Regions from separate parts of the Mus musculus genome. Here regions 1 and 3 are each linked to region 2. Evidence: chromatin contacts called from public Hi-C and Micro-C data. All regions are on one chromosome and are shown on one strand. Each heading gives the region's core, a stretch centred on a gene start, on an enhancer-like site or on the middle of the called end of the contact. The rest is flanking DNA. Distances are from core to core; before and after follow the strand shown. Region 1 overlaps Pcdh7 (protocadherin 7). Region 2 overlaps Pcdh7 (protocadherin 7). Region 3 holds the start of Pcdh7 (protocadherin 7).

Evidence for each region. A called contact is a pair of places that touch in the nucleus more often than the background predicts.
Region 1: a contact with region 2 is called in a Micro-C map of muscle stem cells, with 5 times the contacts expected there. The contact joins two enhancer-like sites. A contact is called at or near these places in 2 of 484 Hi-C or Micro-C datasets (liver and muscle stem cells) and 1 of 115 datasets of contacts at active chromatin or transcription factors (heart atrium).
Region 3: a contact with region 2 is called in a Hi-C map of myocytes, with 5 times the contacts expected there. The contact joins the promoter of Pcdh7 here to the enhancer-like site in region 2. A contact is called at or near these places in 5 of 39 promoter capture datasets (the HPC-7 cell line, HPC-7-derived erythroid cells, fetal liver and 2 more), 14 of 484 Hi-C or Micro-C datasets (the G1E-ER4 cell line, the HL-1 cell line, bone marrow-derived macrophages and 8 more), 7 of 115 datasets of contacts at active chromatin or transcription factors (bone marrow-derived macrophages, cardiomyocytes, embryonic limb bud and 4 more) and 2 of 9 other capture datasets (adipose tissue and pancreatic islet).

The regions. Positions count from the first base shown.
Region 1 is chr5:57,755,819-57,759,446 of GRCm38.p6, reverse strand. All of the region lies in intron 1 of Pcdh7 (protocadherin 7), which reads right to left. Among named protein-coding and RNA genes, the nearest start is that of Pcdh7, 40 kb to the right of the region's middle. Within about 2 kb of position 2,231, at least 96 of the 459 cell types and tissues checked have an H3K27ac peak or open chromatin away from gene starts, as enhancers often do. A contact at or near this core is called in heart atrium and muscle stem cells, where this site is marked.
Region 2 is chr5:57,897,067-57,900,857 of GRCm38.p6, reverse strand. The region is part of intron 1 of Pcdh7 (protocadherin 7); the gene reads right to left. It also overlaps the pseudogene Gm17977. Among named protein-coding and RNA genes, the nearest start is that of Pcdh7, 180 kb to the right of the region's middle. Within about 2 kb of position 1,632, at least 40 of the 459 cell types and tissues checked have an H3K27ac peak or open chromatin away from gene starts, as enhancers often do. A contact at or near this core is called in the G1E-ER4 cell line, the HL-1 cell line, the HPC-7 cell line and 5 more, where this site is marked.
Region 3 is chr5:57,716,122-57,720,154 of GRCm38.p6, reverse strand. Pcdh7 (protocadherin 7) reads right to left here and starts at 2,074. Exons shown (of 3, transcript NM_001122758.2): 1 at 1-2,074. The coding sequence starts at 1,050. It overlaps 4932441J04Rik (RIKEN cDNA 4932441J04 gene), which reads left to right and starts at 2,236. Exons shown (of 5, transcript NR_015588.2): 1 at 2,236-2,309.

The DNA of each region.
Region 1 (3,628 bases), core at 982-3,481, 140 kb after region 2:
ACACTCACACACACACACACTCACACACACACACACACTCACACACACTCACACACACTCACACACACTCACACACACTCACACACACACACACACTCACACACACTCTCACACACACACACACACACACACACACACAAATGAAAAACAAAGAAGGGATCCCAAGGTGATCTGTACTCTAGGTCTCTCCTAATTTTTTTTAATCTGTCTGGTACTAATTCTCCCATAAGCCACTTCTCCATCTGTGCTGCCACATTGGTGCAATGGACCAAGGGGCCTCTAGTATATTATGCCTATCTCTGTCTCCATAGTTGCTGTTGTCTGCCTGAAAAAACTGTCTATGTTTTCCTTCAACCTACACTTTAGGTCTTCATCAGACATCCTCTTCTCTGGGACTTTTCTGAGTTACATATAAAACCACATTAAATGTGTGATTGGTACATTCTATGTATCCCTTGTCTCTATGTATCATTCATAAGATGGGTCACCATCTAAATTTAAACTTTGCTGATCTTTAACAATCATTATGTGACTCCTCCCAATAAAGTGTAAGCTGCCTGTGATTACTTAACTTTCTTGTTATTTTTTTTTAACAGTGCTGTTCTTTGTTGTATCCTAGTGACATCAGCAGTGCCCTGCACAGACCACAGCCTTATGTGATAAAGGGGTGTTTTGTTTATATTTACCCATCAAATAGTCCAGCCATTCCAAGGGCTTTCCCCAGGGGTACAGTAGGCTTCAGCATTAGGAATTCAGTGATACAATTTGCAAAACACATGAATTCAAGAAGAAGGAAAACAAAAGTGTGGATACTTTGATCCTTCTTAGAAGGGGGAACAAAATATCCATGGAAGAAGTTACAGAGAAAAAGTGTGTAGCAGAGACTGAAGGAATGACTATCCAGAGACTGCTCAGCCTGGTGATCCATCCCATAAACAGCCACCAAAACCAGACACTATTGTGGGTGCCAACAAGAGCTTGCTGACAGGAGCCTGATATAGCTGTCTCCTGAGATGCAGAACTGGATGCTCACAACCATCCATTGGACAGAGCACGGGGTCTCCAATGAAGGAGCTAAAGAAAGTACCTAAGGAGCTGACAGGGTTAGCAGCCCCATAGGAGGAACAACAATATGAACTAACCAGTACCCCCTCAGAGCTCCCAGGGACTAAACCACCAACTAAAGAAAACACATGATGAGACTCATGGCTCCAGCTGCATATGTAGCAGAATATGGCCTAGTAGGTCATCAATGGGAGGAGAGACCCTTGGTCCTGTGAAGGCTCTATACCCAATATAGGGGAATGCCAGGGCCAGGAAGCTGGGGTGGGTGTTTTGTTGAGCAGGGGGAGGGCGATAGGAAGGTAGTTTTCGGGGGGGGGGGCAGGAAAGAGGATAACATTTGAAATATAAAGAAAATATCTATTAAAAAATAAAAGAAAAAAAAAGAATCCAGTGATAAATCTAATGTATTTTTTTCTTGAAAAGATCACGTTACTGTGGAAATAGACATGTAGAAATGTAATTGTAATGCAAAGTGTTAGTGCATGTGGAACAGAGACTGAAGAAAGAAGAGAAACTCATTGGGCGTGGGAGGAGACAGGGAACTCATTGATGGCAAGTGACATTCGAGCTGACTCATGAAACATGAGTGTGTGGCTGAGGCCCGAAGAAGGATCCAAAAACATTTCACATGGAGACAAAGAAATGCACAAAGGCTGGGAGCTGCCAAGGGAAAAGTCCTATTAGGCAAAGAGCAAGGGGCTCCTGTGGTGGTTAACCAGAGAGGGCCAGAAACAAGTGGTAAATGCCACCTGCTTGAGACCTCTTTGTATCATTCCACAACCTTCCCTCCACCCTGCACGTGGGTCCTTAAGTGCTCATCTGGGTGACCTGGAATGCAAGTCCATCTCTTGCAATGATTTTAAGGCAGGATAAAAGGTCTGCAGTGGGTAGGTGGGGCTACTCCCAGGAGCAAGCAGGGTTTGCAGCAACCAGGAGAGAATGGGTTCAGTGTCACACCTATGGAGACAAAAAGATATTCAAATACAGAAAGCAATTGCCTTGACACCAGCCATTCTCCTTGTAGGTGGTGACTACTAAAATAAGAAACATAATCCTGTTAGGAGCTCTGGGGCTATAACAAAGGAGAAATGTTAAGAGGTGGGAGCACACACAGGATGTGGTGGCAGCTGCTAAACTCTGGGAGTGTAGTTTTAGACAGTCCAAAGAGGCCAAGAGAGCAGATCCCCTGAGTGAGCTCTGACTCAGTAAGGACAGATAGAGAAGTGGAGACACTGCAGCAAGCCCACTGCCAAAAGTGAAATGAAGACAGTTAAGACATGAGCACCAGGCTCTGGCTCAGAGATATCTCCAGAACAACAACAAAACAAACAAAAAGCTTCAGGGAAGTCCTTGGAGCCACCAGGAGCAGATGAGGACGGCAGGAAAAGCAACACCCACTTATTTAAAAACAAAGCATCAGTTATTTCAAACAGCTGGGTTGTCTGCATTCCTCAGATCAACCACATATGAATTTAAAACTCTCATTAGTACCTCGGATGAACACAAATACCATGAGATGCTGGTGGGGCCTGTGGCTGATCTTAACAGAAACAGTGTGAGGGTCAGGTCTCCATTTGGTAACCGCGGGATCTTTGACAAACTATAGAATTGAAAAGCACAGTTTCTTTATTTGCATAAAGTGGTGGGGTTTTTTGTTTTGTTTTGTTTTGTTTGGTTTTTTTTTTTTTTAAGGTAAAATGGGATAATCCATCCACACACAACCACCTGAACTCAGAGTAAACCTCAATGAAAATTGCCTAAAATGCACCAGTGAGAAATTTGTGCCTCCCATCTATTTGTTAAACCACATAACTAGAGTATGTTAAAAAAAAAAAAAGAAAGAAAGGACTTCTATAGGGTTGAGTTAAAATATTTAACCACCAAACTGAATTGAAGATAAAACATCAGAATTCTTTAAAAAAAATACCTGTGTGTCATATGAAAATGATGAATGTCTTTAACTGTCTTGCATACTACCCTGAATCGTATAATTGTGTGACCTTCATTTTTAAGATCAATGAATGTACCTTGAACCAGACAAAATTTATTGTTCCCAACTAATATCCTCTGCATTAAGGGTGAATTTCATTCACATTAACACCTTACAATTTAGGACCTGTAATTCATAACTTCTGTAAGCATAAAACACCTTCAGCACTAAGCAATCTAAAATAAATCGATACATCATGTTTTCTACAGAAGAAAAGAAGCAGGAGATCATGACACATCTCTAGTCACATCACTGGGCTGTGGGGCCAGTACAACTGTCTTCCTCCTCACTTCACAAATGACTTGGGAATGTTCCACTGTTTGCTTGATGGGGAGCTAAACTTATTTCAGGACATGCTCTAATGAGTCATGCTGAGGGCCAACAGTAATCCCAGCTACTACTGCCTCCTCCCTCCATAAAAATCCCAGCGTCTGCAGCACACATTCCTGATTGCAAACAGACAGGGAAGAAAGGAGCATCTAGTTCCAGCAGAGTTTAATACAAGTGGACACAGATTGCTCACCCTGACTCTAATCTGTGAGCCTGTGCATAGAGTTGCAGATGAGTCATACT
Region 2 (3,791 bases), core at 383-2,882:
GTATCTGAGATTATTGTATTTTAAACTTATCATCATTTTCTGTACATTTATAAACACTGCCATTTTCCACACATTATATTAATGAAATTTTCACTTTAGAAATACAAAACTTTCAATCTGTGGGACATCTATAAATTGTCATCTTTTCTATACAGTAAAATCTTTGACTGACTAGGGTTATATCCCACTGGATTCTGTCATAAGCTTTTTCTATATTAATAAACTACAGTAATAATAAACATGTAATTAATTCTTATTCTGGGGGAAGAACAAGGTACTCTTCACTTTTTTTTTGTACTGATTAGCTTCAGTTTTGAAAAAAAAAAACAGCATTATATTGACAGCTAATAAATTAAGAATGGTGGTTTTTAAGTGTGCTTTACCTAACAGAATTCTAAACTAAAGTTTAAAAAATTAAATAAAATAACAGATCTGTCTCAAAAGGACACAAATATATTACAAGGGAAGTCCAGTTATAACTAGAAGTCTTTTATTGACCCGAAGAGCCCAAATTATACAATCTGGATCTTGTTTCTGGAGCTGGGTAACTTAGGTCTTAGCCTGCTGTACGGTTCCCTGTTCTGATAGAGATGCCATCCAAGGATGTCCTAATGTCCTTGTTTTTAACTATTGTGGCTTTCTGAATCAGAGCCACTGAATCAGAAACAAGTTCAATATCATTTTCTTCAAGGATTAATTCGTCCTTCTTCTGGGCTTGAGAAAAAGAGCAAGTAACCTGTCCTTATCTGAACCCTGAGGGTGTATTTTTTTTTCACCCAAGAAATTACGGATTTCAACCGAAGACTCACTCTGCTGTATAACGACTTGATGGGGAGGTGAGCACATACAGACAGCTTCTTGATGGGAATCCCAGCCTAAGACCCTTGATAGTGCTCTGAACATGACTGCAGATGGTTCTGGCGGTGGCCAGTTCCTTTCTGTTACCCCACTCTTTGTTGATTTGGACCCTCTGCTTTTTCTTTCCAAGGAGACTCAGCTCTACCTTGATGTGATTGAAGTTCCTCCGGAGGGTTCCCCTTGGACCCCTCACAATGACTGTGTGCTCCCTCAGAGTGATGACATTTTCTGGAACGTCGATAGATTGCTGAGAATGGTCTTCATTCTCACAGTAGATGGGGCAAAGAGTTTAACTAGAAGGGAGGCCCTTGGTCCTGTGGAGGCTTGATGCCCCTGCTTAGGGAGATGCTAGAGGGGTGAGGCAGAAGTGGATAGATGAGTGGGGGAGCATCTTTTTAAAGGCAGAGGGGAGGGAGGATGGAATGGGAGTTTTGCAGAAGGGAGACTGGGAAGGAGGACAACATTTGAAATTTAAATAACTAAAATAACCAATTAAAAACAAAAGAAGTCTTAAAAGACAATTTTTAGGCGACAACAGAAGCAGGGGAACCCTTCTTGGGAACACCCTTGATGAAGTGAAACGGACTTAAAATGCATCCTGATATGTTCTAACACTCACTGTCTGCTTAACTTTGTGGTTCAGACATCATTTCACTGTCACGTTGTGACATTAGGGGTAAGTCTTCCAGTTCGACTGCATTTCACACAAGACGCCAGTGTCCCTGAAGAGAATGTGCCCACACTCACACAGCTGCTGAGGGAGCCGCAGATGGGCTCTTACTCATCGGGCAGTAATGTAGCCTTGGCTGAACTTGAGCAGTTGATAAACAGTCAGAGAGACTTCTGCATATGTTGATAAGAATACTTCTCTAATTAAGCTATATTTTAGCCCAGGCCAGCTTATTTGAAGAAAAAGAAAACAACATTAGAACAATACAGACTAAAAGAAAAAAAATATTCTAAGGAGAATAAGGCCAATTATTGTAGCTGGCACTGGTAGGATTTCTTTCCCCCCATGTTCGTTCTGTCAGATAAAAACAAATAGACAAAGAGATTGAAATTCCACTGGACGTTATCCGTAGGTGGTGGTTGTAACCTTAAGCAAACTCTAGAAGGACAGCTCTCCTGTACTTTCCATTATCCAAGCTTGCGCCATTTTCTTGAAGTCAGATTGATTTCCTGACTTATTTTATGCATGTCAGCTGTTTATAGCCTGGGCCATACATCTGAATCGCTAAAAATAACGACATATATTAAATAAAATATTAATGAGAAACAAAAATATAAATAAGTATATTAAATAAAATATTAGTGGCCAGACTATATTCCAAACATATTTGGGGATAGAGTTGATTTCTATGTCAACAGGGGTTGAGAAATCCATTCTGGTCTAAAAATAAAATAAGAAATCAGTCCAATTTTAATTTGCCTTGAGTGCTGGTTAACCCTCAGTGCTCAATCATCATATATTTAATAAGCCTATGCAGTGGAAATATATTTCTTCATTCCTTTCTCAAGTGTGGTTTAAAAGGTACTATTTCTAGTTTAATGGTCTCATCCTTAGTGTGACTTTTTGTAAAATGTCTCAAGTATTTTGCAAATAGCTAGTCTGCGTTGCCAAAACAGTTGTGAGAAAACTTGAATGAAGTTTACATTATATATTTACATTATATACACAAATTTCATTATATATCTAATTAAATATATTTACATTGTAACGACATGATAAAGACTGGGTCAGGTGTGATATTTTTTGGACTGCTAATGCATTCTAAGAAAAGGAATTTGTAATTAAAATCGGCTTGGGATTTTGTTCAGCCCCAGAATGACTAATACCTTTTATTTGTTAGTTGGTATTGGAGTAACCAAGATGGGTATTTATCTTTGTTTGGTTTTTTTGTTGTTGTTGTTTTGTTTTGTTTTGTTTTTGAGAGAGAAAATTTCTTTCAGGAAGTTATCTAACACTTATTAAGAGATTCTTAAAGCTATTTTTTCCTGTTAATTAATAACCAGTCATGTAGGACTACTGAGGGTTTGATTTCCCAAATTACTAACAGTTACTGCCATTTCTGATATAGTTTCCATGTGACAATAGACTAATGTCTCCTTTAAGACGAGGACGGCTCTGTAGAATGCTATCACTAAGTAGCATCATATGAAGTACTTCTAAAACTATACCCTTCCTATTTCCAAACTCTCTCAACTTTCCACTAATAAATATATATGTATATATTTATGTGCTTCATTTTTTAACTTTTTCCCAAACATCTCAAATTTTTCTATTGATATATTATATATCACAGCCACCTAGGACAAATCGTTTCCTCTGTCCTTCGGCATCTCTGTTTGATTGCCACTCATCGTTAGCAATAAGGAAAGTATATATTGAAGCATTAGTCTCTACATTCAATATTGCTATCCTTAGCTAACACAATTATCCTCAGTTAACCTAAAAATAAACCATTTGTGCCTGAATTGTGCATCATCAGGTACGTCTTTCATGATTGATGCAAATTCCAATAACTATTTCATGAAGACTTTGAGATGATCAAGAGTGAAGACGGCAAGGACTTTACGATTCTTTTCTCAGTTGGAAAGCACCACTGGTGTACTTGCCCTTTGCTTTAGCTTTCCATTCCAGCAGCTACTTAGTAACAGTTCTTGAGTTCCTAACTTTCTCACATTACCTGACTTTGAAACCTAGCATTTCTATTCATCCTTTCTATGGCATGAGGCAAATTAATTTTCTGTCTCAGTTTCCAAGTGTTTAGTATAAAGACAAACTGTGTTGTCACTGATGGGTATGCATTAAAGCTATAGCAATCTCAATATCTTGAAATCACTGGAGGGATTGTCCAATATTCAGAGAGCTTCCAATCCTGGATTCAGAGTAGAAAGTGTTTAGTGAATAAACTCAGTTTACTGAGATATAT
Region 3 (4,033 bases), core at 825-3,324, 180 kb after region 2:
GGCAGCCCCAAATACATACTCGATCTGTCCATTGACCCCTACATCCAAATCGGTGGCGCGCAACTGTAGGATGGGGGTGCCCGGAGCGCTGTTCTCAGCCAGGTCAGCCTCATACACGCTCTTCTCGAAGCGGGGGCTGTTGTCATTCACGTCGGTGATGAGCACCCGCAAGATGGCCTGCGAAGACCGAGGTGGGTCGCCCCCATCGCGCACTCGGAGGGTCAGCTCATAGGAATCTCTCTGCTCCCGGTCCAGCGCCCCCTTCACGATCAGCTGCGGTTGTTTCTCGCCGTCTGGAGTGTCTGCCACCTGAAGCTCAAACACACTGCTTCGGCCACTAGGACTCGTCCCGCCGCCACCCTCAGGCGCGTCCAGCCGCCGCTTGGAGCCTCCAGAGCCGCCGCCGCTCGCGCTGTTCCCGCCGCCCCCTGGGTAGGGGGCGCTGTCCGCCGGCCCCAAGCGCCTTCCCTCGCCGCTGCCGCCGCCACCCCCGGGCTCCTGGAGCAGCTCGTAGCGTTCGATGCCATTGCGACCAAAGTCACGATCGGTGGCCGTGGGCAGCAGGTAGAGCGTGCCTACAGGCCGGTTCTCCTCCACCGTGAGCGTGAGCACCGGCGACGGGAAGGTGGGCGTGTTATCGTTGATGTCCAGCACGATGACCCGACCCTCAAACAGGTCCACCCAGCTCTGTGAGGGCCCTATCACCGACACCTCGAAGTCCAGGAAACATTCGTTCTCGTCGAAGATCATCTGACATTGGGGCAGCTTTTCTCGGTCGATGCGCCGCTCACTGGTGCTCAGCTCGCCGGTGAGGTTGTCAATCTTCAGATACTCAGAACCAGACTCAAGGCTGAAAGTCACCTCGCCGGAGCCGGTCACGATGCCCAGGTCCGAGGCCACATTGCCGATCCGCACGTCGGCGGGGCCCTCCTCGGCCAGCCGGTACCGGAGCAGCTGCTTGGCGGCGGCCAGGCTGAAGCAGAGCGGCAGAAGGAGACAACAGCCCAAGCACCAGCCGCGCGCCCATCCCGTGGTCCGCATCCTCAGCATCTTCTCTTGCTGCTGCTGCTACTGCTCCTTCTAACCACAACCCCCCTCGGCACCCCCCTCCTCCGGGGCTGGCCGCCTGCCCTCCCCTCGGTCCTCCTCTCCGGGAAAGGAAGAAACGAGAGGGAGGGGAGGGAGGGGGCCAGAGTAGCGCGTAGAGTCGGCCGATGGGAGGGGGGCAGCTAGAGATGCTTCTTTTTTTCTCCTCCTGCTTCTTCCGAAAGTTATTGTTTCATAATTCATGCAATGGGTGCTAATCGCCCGCTCGCCGGCCACCGTTTACTCGCAGTACTCACAGTTCACGGGACACTGCGCGCCACGGGCTCGGTGCCCCCACAAAGTCATCCCCGCAGTGGGAAGATACTGAGATCCAGTCTCCAAGCCCTGGGAAGGGGCCGGAACCGCTTCTGCAAGAGGGCGGCGGAGCCTGGTAGCGGACTAGAACAAACCTGCAGCCTTCCCCGCCTGACAGCAGCGTTAGTCCTTACTGCTACTCGAGTTAAGTCCAATTCACGTTCCAGCTACTCACTCTAGACCCAGGCTCTGTTTAGGCTCCCGAGGTCCAGACAAACCTGAACCGCTTCCTGCTTCAGGCTCTGGGGCGAGCAACAAGCCAGTCTTAACTCTGACTCCTCTTAAGCAGCCGGGAAGCCACTCAACATATCTTGAATGAAAAATTCCACGGCAGGTCGCTTCGGGCAAGGTGCAGCGAAAAGACGCCTCGCGTCACAGCTCGGTCCGCGACCGGGTGCTCCCGGCGCGCCAAAGAGCAGCCCGAGCCATCTTCAGAGACGCCCAGAGTCGGTCGCTTCTCACCCCGAAGAGCTCCGGTTTCTCTTTTTTTCTTAACAACTCTGCGCAAGGTCATTAGTCACGAAGCCGCCGCCTGAAACCGCAGCAACCATTCGCCCGCGGGGGCGAGAGCCGAACCGTGCGCACCGCGCGGTGCCCAAGTTTGGATTCTCAGCCGCAGAGTCCGTGCCTTCCCTCACCTGCATTCGGCCCGCGTGTTGGAGCAGTGGGATCTGCAGCGCTGTGCGCGATTCAGGGAGGAGATTGCAGCCTCTCTCTCTCTCCCCGCTCTCTCTCGATCCCTCCCCTCCCTCCCTCCTTCTCTTTCTCTCCTCCCTCCTCTTCTCTCTCCTCCCTCCTCTCCTTTCCCCTTTCCCCCCCTCTCTCACTCTCTCCAGCACAGTCTCTCAGCTTCTTCCAGTCTCAATGCGGGGAACTCGAGCTGAACTTGATCCCTTTGCAGTTCAAAGGTGAGCAAGCCTGGCTCCGTGCATCCGCGCGACACTGGCCCGGTGAAAGCTCACGACCGGGCACTCCTAACGGCAATTAACAAAGATGCCCAATTCTGTCCGGATTTCCAAAGAAAAGCCAAAGCCACTGGGGCGGGGGTGGAGGGGGAGGTGGAGTCAAACAGAGCTGCCAAGTAGCTTAAAAAAAAAAAATCTAGTTTGCCAAAGGGAGAAAAAGTGCCAGTCGGCTGTTGTCTCGGAAGTGCCCTGGCGCGGCGGGTGAATTCCGCAGTTGTCTCGTCCGCTTTCGCGTCTAGCAGAGTCTGGTGCGCGCGCTCCCGCCGCCTCTCTGGCTGTGGCTGTTCCGAGACACCGAATCGCTCCGGGGAAGCTCCTACTCTCGCTACCCACTAGCCGGAAACCCGCAAGTTTGCATAAACTGGTGGTTGTTGCGGAAAGCCCGCGGGCTCCGGAGTCAGACTTGACTCCGACGCTGCAGCGGCGGCGGCGGTATCCGAAACTACACAGTTGCAGAGAACCAGGGAGGAGGGCCCAGGGAAGGGAGGCGGGAGGAAGGACTAGCCAGCCGCGGCGCTCACCGAAGCCAGGCTTCGCTTCGTGGGGCCGACTGAGAACTGCCCAATCTCAGCCCCGATAAGCCAAAGTCTAGTCTCCTTAGGCAGTTTGGGTGGGGGTGGGGTGATTCTTTTTCCCCCTCTAGGGCTGGTAGACTAAACCCGGCTGCGTGGGTAAGAGCTGAAGTGAGGGTGTTAGTATACCTTCCTCCCACGTCTACCCTCAGACGATGCCCCCCTCCCGCCCCAACTCCCACCCGCAACGTGTCTTCGTTTCGCAATTTAGCATCTGGGTTAGTGAATTGCTACTGGTAGGCTGAGGTCGATGTCTGAGTTCCGAAAGCCAAGCTTGTGTTCTGCCAAACCGTGACGGGCTGCAGTAGTGAAGAGAGAGCATCAAACTCCAACGAGAGCCAGAGAGGATCCTTTTTTGGAGCCCAGACTTTGGAGGTCTGGGTTGGGGAGGGGAGAATGCCTGCCTTTGTTTAAATGCTTGGAATTCCTGTCATCCGGCTCTCACTGGGGATAGACCGTGTGTGCACGCGCCTGGGGAATAAAACACATGCTAGAAGCCTGGGTATTATTTTCTAAGCAGAGCCTGCAGCTTTTAGTAACCGGCAAAGTGTAGCGTCACCTATCTGGATATAAGGGAAATAAACTTTAATGGCAACTTTGTGTACCGAGTATGCTTAACCTCTTTTCTCTCCTTTTGACTTTGTGCCTCGTGATCCTCCCTGCCATTCCCGGGCGTGAGGCTTCCCCGGTTCTCACTCATGACCACCGCAGTCTGCCAAGTCAGATCTCAGGGCTGGTGGTGTATTTCGAACCGAAGCCCACTTCTCATGTATTTCACACTGTCAAAATAAAGACCCTCTACCGAAAGATTAAGAAAAGACGAAGGTAGTAGGTGGAGTTTGTGTCGGGTCCTTACTATCTCGGAGAATGTTGCTAGGAATTTAAGGGTTCCTTTAAAGACGAATTTGCATGCCCGATCTAATGCTCACGGAATCAATTTTACTCTGAGACCAGAGGAGGCAGAATGACTTAAATAAGTCAAACACCAATAAAGTCTAGGAGCAAAGGAAGCGCGCGGTTGTTTGGAGGAGCGCGGCGAGGAGTGTGTTTGGGGGCGGGGGAGCGACAGTGGTTTCCAAAAGCTCTCCCAGGAGG